Regions from separate parts of the Sus scrofa genome. Here all the other regions are linked to region 2. A link is a contact called in public Hi-C data. All regions are on one chromosome and are shown on one strand. The core of a region is the stretch at or near the end of the contact, and the rest is flanking DNA. Distances in the headings are between cores, read along the strand shown. Region 1 overlaps FSTL1 (follistatin-related protein 1). Region 2 overlaps GSK3B (glycogen synthase kinase 3 beta). Region 3 has its middle 20 kb from the start of GPR156.

Region 1 (2,962 bases), core at 179-2,678, 410 kb before region 2:
TCGATAGTAGAGACATTTATACAAACATAAAATTAATAATCTTTCCCGTAACCCTCAAATCCCATTGGTCTTAGGTAACTGGTGTTAAGAGTTCAGTATATATTTGTTCTACATGTTCATTTTTTCTATGCAACTATCTAAGATTTCTCCCTATTTTATGTAAAAATGAGATCATAATATAGACAGCTCTAGATATATGCAACTCACATTTTGTACTTATTAATATATCATAACAATGTTCTCTCTAGGTCAGCACATATAGTTTTAACTCCTTTTTTTTTTTTTTTTTTTTGTCTTTTCTAGGGCCTCACCTGTGGCATATGGAGGTTCCCAGACTAGGGGTGTAATCAGAGCTGTAGCTGCCGGCCTATACCACAGCCACAGCAACACCGAATCCTTAATCCACTGAGCTAGGCCAGGGATTGAACCCGCAATCTCATGGTTCCTAGTCAGATTCATTATCCAGTGAGCCATGACGGGAACGCCTTAACTCATTTTTAATAGCTCAATAATAGTCATACAAGAGAACCAGACTTAGGTAATCATTTTCCTATAGATAGACATTTAGGTTGTGTCATGGGTTGTTTACCACTATAAACAATGGCATCCTTGTGCAAATATTCTGACATGCTGCTGTCATTATTTCTGTAGGCTTGAGTTTCACTGGGACTTGCTGGGTCAAAGATATGAACATTTTAAAAATACAAGATAGAATCAGATTTTTCAGGTTTGGTTTTATTTTTAATGAAATTTAAAAAGCAAAGTGAGCTTTTGAGAAATATTTCTTTCATAAGCAGGATTCTCACTCTTGGCAAATATAAATAGCCTAGATGTCGCCCTTTTTCCCCCTTTTTTTAGACAAACCCAAGCCTGGAAATTCATCTGTATTTCTACAAGTAAATACACCCATTTTAGTCCCCAGGTAAAGGATCCTGACCCATCGTCTCAGAAAGGAAGTCCTTCAACTCAGAAACCTGCAAACCAGGTCTGCTGGGGACCCTGAGAGGTCCTCACTAGAGGTGTAGCAGGCTACTGTGACTGTCTAGGGTCCAGAAACCTGGCATCTAGCCTCAGCTTGTCTACATATTGTTATGTGATTTTAACAAATTAGTTGCCACTCCATGCCATGAAGACAGACCATGTTTGCCTTTGTTCAGGGCCCAGTACATAGTAAGAACCCAGTGATAAGTGTTGGTTCAGTGAAGTTTATCTGGCTGGGCTACCTTCCATTTCCAGGATTTGGTGTTCTTTTACTACATTTACTCTTTTGGGCTTTGGTGCCTTTATCAGATCTGAGCACAACTTGCGTTCCCCTTCCCCCTTTCAGAAACCATGAAAGTCTAAAGAAACCAAGCTTGCCCGTAAGCATGGCACTTTAAATAGCCAAAATAGAATCGAGGTGCCAAGTGAACTTGAGTCCATTTCCCTGTCCAGAATGATCCTCTGTAGAACTTCACAGAGACCCGGCACCCCTCCCCCTGCCTCACAACAACTGCTGTGAGATGAGGGGGAAAACAAAATACTAAACAAAGCAAGAATACAAAGATTCTTTGAGCTAGACCCTGGAATTATTGAAGAATTGGGGTGATGGGATGTGGGGCTGTGTGTTTACCTGCCTTTCGGTCTCTCCACATTCCCAGCTCTTGGCTCTGTTTTGTGTCATAGAATGTTGAAATTGTAAGGGATCTTAGATCATCCAGAGATCTTGAGAGACTTTCTACAAAGTAATAAAGTGGCAGATAATCCATATTCCTGACTTTTAATAAAATGCCCTTCTGCTAATTTGATAGTGTTGGGGTAGCAGAGTGTTATTTTTTCTCACTGAGTAGAAGAGATGACCCTGGGCCAGGATCAGCACAGAGCACCATTTGGGGTCCCTCCAACACGAGTTGGGTAGGGTCACTGATGCCAGAGCTGAGGCTCCCTGTGTCCTGGCAGTTTAGAAGTCATCCCTGGAAGGGATTCCTCTCACAAGATGGCTTTGTATTTGTGTGTGTGTGTGTGTGTGTGTGCGCGCGTGCACACACACTCAACCTTGACTGCACCAATGTCCTCCATGTCTGTTTCAGCAATGCAAACCTCACAAGAGGCCTGTGTGTGGCAGCAACGGCAAGACCTACCTCAACCACTGTGAGCTGCATCGAGATGCCTGCCTCACTGGATCCAAAATCCAGGTGGATTATGATGGACACTGCAAAGGTAAGGAGTGCTCTCATCACCACATCGCAGCTCCAGCCAGGGAGCCAGGGAACGGAGCATTGTGGGCTGGCTTCCTGGGGTCCTTTCCACCCTGAGCACAGCACCCAAAGCTGTAGAGACCACCCAGTTACCTAAAGAGGCATTCCCTTGGTGCTCATTAGCCTGCTGGGTGTGCCCTGGGTAGCGTAGGCCTCTACCCTGTGCTCCCTGCCTCAGATCCCTAAGGCGGCTTCCAGTACTGTCTTCATCTGGATAGTGGGTAGGGGACCACATCAACTATCGATAATATGTAGTTAACTGAATTCTGTACCTTTTTAGAAAGCAGGCAAATTTCACATACCCCATGAATTCTAAATTTGGGCATCTCTCATCCCTGATAATATTGTATTTCCTCTAATTTACACTCAAACCATTGCCATTAGGGTAGGAGGGAGGGGTCCCAAGCTTGTGCTAATTAGACATCAGCCTCCTGCCCACCCGAGGCATATGGAAGTTCCCAGGCTAGAAGTCAAATCAGAGCTGTAGCCACCAGCCTACTCCACAGCCACAGCAACTCGGGATCCCAACCACATCTGTGACCTACACCACAGCGCACAGCAACACCGGATCCTTAACCTACTGACCAAGGCCAGAGATCAAACATGGATCCTAGTCAGGTTTGTTAACCGCTAAGCCACAAAGGGAACTCCTGCCCAGCCTTTAACTTCCCTAGAGAAGCAAGAAGCTGTTTCCCAAGTGTTGGTCTCCACCCCATTTCCTGATC
Region 2 (2,978 bases), core at 232-2,731:
AAGTTCAGCTATAAAAGAAATATAAGAACCCAGCCTTTTGCTATCTAATTGAATTATTCTTCTCTTGTGTGATACTGGAAAAGCTATTTTGGCTATCTGATGCAAAAAAGAAATATATCTGTTATTGAAGATACTTAAAAGCCATAGATCACTAAAATGTATATAAACCGAATAAAAACACAAGCTGTGTCTATTTTTGCTCACCGTGTGCTCTCTGCTTGTAATATTCTACCGAGCACATAGGAGATGCTTGTATTTATTCAATATTTAAATATTTATAAAATGAAAGTATGATATGTACTAGTAGAACGCTTGATAGAAGCATAATTTTGACTTATGGGTTTAATACAATTTTATTTATTAGGTCTGTCAATACCTTTATTAAAAACACCAGATCCAAAGAATTATTATCTTAGAATTAATATTGTCTCTTAAGGAAAGCAGCACTGCAATTTTAAAGTTTTTAACACTTGAGATCTTAAATAAGTTCTCACCCCCATTAAAAATACCTGATGTCTCTGTATTTAGACCACTAGATTGGTTGAAAGGTTATAGTTTGTCCAAAGCAATAACACCAACTGCCTGTTGGGCTTTATTCTTGATTTTCCAAATGTCTCATAGAAGTGAAAAATTAAAAATCTCCATAAAGGTTAAGTAGTCCAGTTCTCCATCAAATGAAAGAACCTTCTTAGTTACATTCCTGACAGTGGTCTTCAACTGTTTTCTTAAATACTTCCAGCATCGGATACTTTGGAATACAGCCTTTTCTGTATCTGGACAGCTTCAATTTAGTTTTTATTGCACTGAGGGCTTGACTCCTCAGTAGCTAGTTGTATCCTGGACTAAGGAGTAACTTATGATTAAGTTATTTTAGAATCCTTGTACTGTATTTTATAAAAATATGTTACTTTTGATAAGATGATTTTCCTAGGTATCAGTGTATGCAAGTGTAGTTGAAAACACCAACATGTGAGCAAGAATCTATGTAATGTCTTAAGATATTTACCTGAGACCATTGGTATTTGCTGTCTTTTTTTTTTTTGTAACCATCGTTTAGTTTCAGATTGAACCCTTAATTTTAGATCAACAGATCTACTTCCTTCCTGATTCTCACACTAAATTCAAATCTAAGTTCAGATAGTTTGATTTCCTTGTTTCTTAAAAGGCCTGTGTATATTCCTTATTATTATTAAAATTAGTATTCTAATACAGGAGTTGGCAAACTTTCTGTAAAAGGCTAGGTAAAATATTAAAACACTTGTGGGCTAAAATGCAAATTAAGGATATCAGATATATAACAAAAGAAAATATTCCACAAATTTTTCATTGATGAAATTCAAACTAATATAATAATTGAATAAAATGAGCCTACTAATTAGAGGAATGGAATTTTTGGGGGGAGATGCTATAACATTTCTCTTAACTGGAGTTCAAAGTCAGTGTTTTGTATCATCAAAGTGATTGCAAATGGTTATCTTTAAAGTCCAACCATAGTTCATGAACCCTGCAAAAAACAGAGATTGGGCCATAGTTTGCTGATCATTATTTAGTACAACCAGTCAGCATTTCTTCTATCCCTGGGTTTTCAGTTACATAGTTCTTTGAGCATATTGCCATTCTATTTATCATATATGTTTGGAATATTAGAACTGTGTCATTTCTCTAGGATTATAGTTTAGAATTTTGTAATGATTTATTACTTGTCATTACTTTTAACGAATTCATACATGATACAAATGAAATTGCTCAGGAAGCTAAGGTAGATATCTGTGGTAAGTATATATCTCATCCTTGCCATCATATCTTATAAACCTTTAAGTCCAGAGATTATATTACCACTTTTTGTCCTTGTAATTCAACTTTCTGCTCATATTGTTTTGTGCTTATTTAATTTTAGTAGAAACTGTTGGTTATTAATGGCTTAAGACTTTGTTTTTCTTTAGGGCTTATTTGTTGCAAGTTGGTCCATGATCAACTTGTCATAGTACGCCAACTCTAAAATAAAACACTCTTTTCGTTTATATGTTATCTTGCTATCTTGTATTTATACATAGTCATCACCCTACTGAGGATGATATAGTAGAACTAACATCCCGGGGCAGTTTGGAATATCAAGCTTCTCAGTCCCTTTTACACTCTTAAGTAGTACTGCCCAGGATATATGAAATATCAGTATTAGTTTACCACCTATTTGGTGACCTGAAGTTATACATTACATTGAGGTTAATAGACATGGGTGGGGGCGGTGTGCGCATACACACGCACTCGAGGTAAAGCTCTGAATCCTATTGATCCTGTCTATAGGTTAACTTTCAAAGTTAAACGTTATTAGGACATTTTATATTTTAAACAAACATTGTCATTTCTGCTAATTAGGACTTCAAAATAGATTTGAGTTTTCCATGAAAGGTGGTCTTACATGTGCCCAATTTGTCTCAATTTTTTTTGAAATGTTAGTCAATGTTTGGTAACTAGGGACTCTATGTTAGTCTGTTTTTCTCTGCCCAATAAAATAGATGCACTTCTCTCTGAATTTGAATGTATGCAAAAAATGAACAATTGTACAGCAAACTTCATAAATTTTATATGTGGTAGTCTTGCCTAATTATTTTATAAACTTTCTGAGGAGGGACTTTGTTTTATTGGTATGTTTTAATATCTGAGGGCACCAAAATAGTTTTCAGTAAATATTTAAATTGAACTAAGCTGCTAGATCATTGTTCATTCATGAATTTGGATTACCTGTGAATTAATAAGAAAAGTTAGTGATTGTTGTAATTGTTGTTTATTAAATTTCATTGGCGTAAATGTCCATGCCAATAATTTACAGAATGAGTAACACAAGAATTTTATAAACTGAGCTAACTCCCTACCTATTCTCTAATAAAAGTTTTACAAAATATTTAGAATAAAATTAGAATTTATATCATCTGCAGAGTAAGTTGAAAGTATAAGGCAGAATGGAATTAAAAGTGATG
Region 3 (3,341 bases), core at 757-3,256, 340 kb before region 2:
AGTGATGCTGTTTGCACCATCTCAGTGTATTCAGAATTTTACATCTGGTGGGAAACCTTAGTAAGAGTAAATATCTGGGTAGCTCGTTATGTTCAGAAACCATATTTAAGAACCTATCTTATTTAATCCTCACAACACTGAGGTAGGACTAGATTTTGTTAAGTTCGTTGATGTGGTTTATCACACCCTTTCCCTCCTCTGAGTTTGAAATCAGTTAAGAAATTGACAGATCTGAGAAAGGGATCTATCAGCTTTATCAAATCAGAATTGAACTTCTGATCTCCTTAAATTGAGTATAACCAACCAAAATCACACTCGCCCTGTGTGGGCTCTCTACCCCTAGATAGAACACACCACAGAGCCAGAAGAGGTCAAGTCAAATCTTAAACCCCATAGTGCTTCTCAATTAGTATCTCTTCCATAGAAGGGGTAAGATCTAAGAATATTTCTTACGCAGACTTTTTCAACCCTGGTTACACATTAGAATCACCGTGGGAACTTTCAAAATATACAAAAATACAGGTCCCATCCTCAGACCCATTGACACCTGACCTCCAGAGGTAGAGTTGGCATCAGTAGTTGCAGAAGCTCTGCTACATGACTCAGTTATGTAGTGATAGGTCCAGCAAGGGTGATAGTTCCATGAAAGTCCCTTTGTGGTAACGAGGTTAGTGAAGTAGGATTTTTATAGATGAGAAAAGGGCCCAAAGTGATAAAGTGATGTGCCCAAGTCCTCTTAAGATTGTGACAGCTGGGGCTAGAATCCATCCATTGAAATTTTTTTAATTGAATATCTCCTTTAGACCTGGCACTGATTGCTAATCCAACATTCTTTGCTTCTCCCTGTCAGTTACATTTTTTCCTGAACTGAAAATACTTTGTGGGTGTAATATGGAATAGTCAAGTGGATTGGCCATACTGAAGGCAGTTTCAGAGTATTTGCTTAATCATGGAACACAGAAGCAGCAAAACAGATCATTGTGTTCAGGAACTTTCATAAAAGGATACCTTGGTCAGATATTGCAGGTTAAAGCCACAAGGGAGGAAAACCTTATCGAGTCATATGTTGACCACGGGTAAACAAATGGCAAACATCCCAAGCAGCAGTGATGGACAAGTTGACATTACCAAGAAAGATAGGAAAATGTGGACATCTGCCTCGAAGAAAACACTGTAGATCATTCATAAACATAAATTCTCTTGATAGGAAACAGAAAATTTCAACTCAGCTACACATTTTTATAAGTACTATGCTTATAATATTTCTGCCCCAGTTTCTTCTAGGTCTATTATGAAATTACATGATTATTTTACTGATTAATGATATCTGAATAACACTGATATCTTGAGACCTCTAAATATATGGAAGATTTAAATGGAAAATTAAACTTGCTCAAGAAGCCATGGAAACTCAAAGAAAAAACAATATGCTTAAAGTGTTACTATGGGTATTTTCTTTCTATGAATAAAGACTAGATTTTATGTTGCTTAAAAGCTGAACTAATTAAAGATTTGTAAAATAAATTTAACTTCCTAGAAATTAAGCTTATGTTACAACTAGAAAACTTCTACAATTTTAGGATTTTGTCCTTTTAAATTTTAACTTGTTTGTAACCTTGACGATGATCTCTGAGGTCTTTCCTAACTTTGAGTCTACAATTATCTGTGTTCAAAACTCCTTTCTATTTTTGTAGCTCTCAAATATTTGTAAGTTCTTGCATCACTCACCACACCCTTTTTAGTCACCTCTACTTAGGTCTTTTAATCCTTCCTCCCAAACCAATGCATATGCAGCCAGGGGCAATGTTAGTGGGGTAATGAGAACTTTGCCCCTGAATCTACAATTAAAATTCTTCCCTTTATGTCACTTCCAAGGGTTTGTTGTAGTGGATGACAAGTCAATGGGCAGCTTTGAAACAAAGAATCTTTTTTATTTCTGTTGAGGGCAGCATCTCATAAAAGAAAGGCATGTGTGTAATTGACCAATGGATAAAAATGAATCAGATGATTGCTAGATGCCTATGACTTCAGCTGTGGCATAACTGTAATTACATTTTTAACCCTGGCCTGCTGTATGAATTTCCCTCTGGTTCTAAGTGATCACAGAATCAAAGATTTGGCAGAGAGGGTTTGAGAAGTCATCATCAGACCACTTGACACAACAGGACACCTCAACTATCAAGGTAAGAACCTATCCTATTTTTAAATACCTTAGAGAAGATTTTACTTCTTTAGCAATCCTGAAGTTTAATAATTGTCACTAGAGGAAGTATTTCCCAAGGTTCTTATGCTCTGTGCTAGCCAGATTAATATGAAGGCAACTTTCAAACTATTTATGTCTGTTGACAGGCTCAATGACACTAGTGAGACCAAAGTGTTTTGTGAGAGAGAGTGTGTGTGCGTGTGTGCGCACACGCGCACATTATACTGTTTTAGTGCCTTTGCCTTTGCCTGTCTCCCAAATGCTGCTGTTCCCTTCCTCGATACTCTCTCTCTGTTGTTTCTCCCAATCCCAAACTCCTCCCACCACTAGAAAAGTCAATGCACACACTTTCAACATGCCTGCCCGTGTTTGTGCAACATCTGTTTGTAAGGAAGAGAAAAATGAGAGAACAAGATCACAGTTCTGTGCAGTTGAAACATAAACACAGCAATAAAACAACTTGATATTGTGATGAGAAGAGATTTCTTGACAGTGGAACTGTCAAGAAGCTTCCTGACTAGTGTTCCTAAGAAGCAGCCTTTTAGTGTCAATGCAGGAATTGATGTATTCAGGAGGAGAAAAGGACACTTGGCTGAGTGTCTTATGGAAGTTTGGTGATTGATATGTGACACAAAGTGAAGTTATCTATGCATATTGCTGGTACAGTGCCACACATAGTTAAGTACATGTTAATTATTGTAAACCTATTCCAAAGGGATTTACTCCTTTCCTTTTTTTTTTTTTTTTTTTTTTTTTGGACTCTCAGGTACATATAATCTCTTCAATATACCATTAAGGAGAGAACTTGAACAGGGTCAAATCAGTATTTACATTCAGGTAAGTCCATATCCTTACACAATCCCACATACACATATGCACACACCAAATACCTTATGCAAATATACACACATCCACACCCAAAAACTAAAGCTTGGCCATTGGACACAGATCTCCAGAATGTGCCTGTCACTTTCACCTGACCACGTGGCCCAGAGAGGAATAAATGAGCTGCTAGGTGACACATCAGATAGCACTGGGCTCATTGCATGATAGGATTTTTTCTCCTTTGAGTCCCAAAATCATCTTAAAGCAAAAGCCAAGTACTTGATCTGACATTAAGGTGTCTCTTTTCTCAAAT

Evidence for each region. Hi-C and Micro-C count contacts between places; a contact is called where the count stands out from the background.
Region 1: a Hi-C map of liver shows a contact between it and region 2, with 5 times the contacts expected there. The contact joins two enhancer-like sites. A contact is called at or near these places in 19 of 47 Hi-C or Micro-C datasets (alveolar macrophages, blood, embryonic fibroblasts and 13 more) and 2 of 2 datasets of contacts at active chromatin or transcription factors (alveolar macrophages and skeletal muscle).
Region 3: a Hi-C map of liver shows a contact between it and region 2, with 4 times the contacts expected there. The contact joins two enhancer-like sites. A contact is called at or near these places in 2 of 47 Hi-C or Micro-C datasets (both in liver) and 1 of 2 datasets of contacts at active chromatin or transcription factors (alveolar macrophages).

Annotation. Positions count from the first base shown.
Region 1 is chr13:139,883,408-139,886,369 of Sscrofa11.1, forward strand. FSTL1 (follistatin-related protein 1) reads left to right here. Exons shown (of 11, transcript XM_021070306.1): 4 at 2,070-2,199. Among named protein-coding and RNA genes, the nearest start is that of FSTL1, 38 kb to the left of the region's middle. Within about 2 kb of position 1,429, at least 2 of the 83 cell types and tissues checked have an H3K27ac peak or open chromatin away from gene starts, as enhancers often do. A contact at or near this core is called in liver, where this site is marked.
Region 2 is chr13:140,294,695-140,297,672 of Sscrofa11.1, forward strand. The region is part of intron 7 of GSK3B (glycogen synthase kinase 3 beta); the gene reads left to right. Among named protein-coding and RNA genes, the nearest start is that of NR1I2, 110 kb to the right of the region's middle. Within about 2 kb of position 1,482, at least 2 of the 83 cell types and tissues checked have an H3K27ac peak or open chromatin away from gene starts, as enhancers often do. A contact at or near this core is called in liver, where this site is marked.
Region 3 is chr13:139,952,620-139,955,960 of Sscrofa11.1, forward strand. No RefSeq gene overlaps it. Among named protein-coding and RNA genes, the nearest start is that of GPR156, 20 kb to the right of the region's middle. Within about 2 kb of position 2,007, at least 5 of the 83 cell types and tissues checked have an H3K27ac peak or open chromatin away from gene starts, as enhancers often do. A contact at or near this core is called in liver, where this site is marked.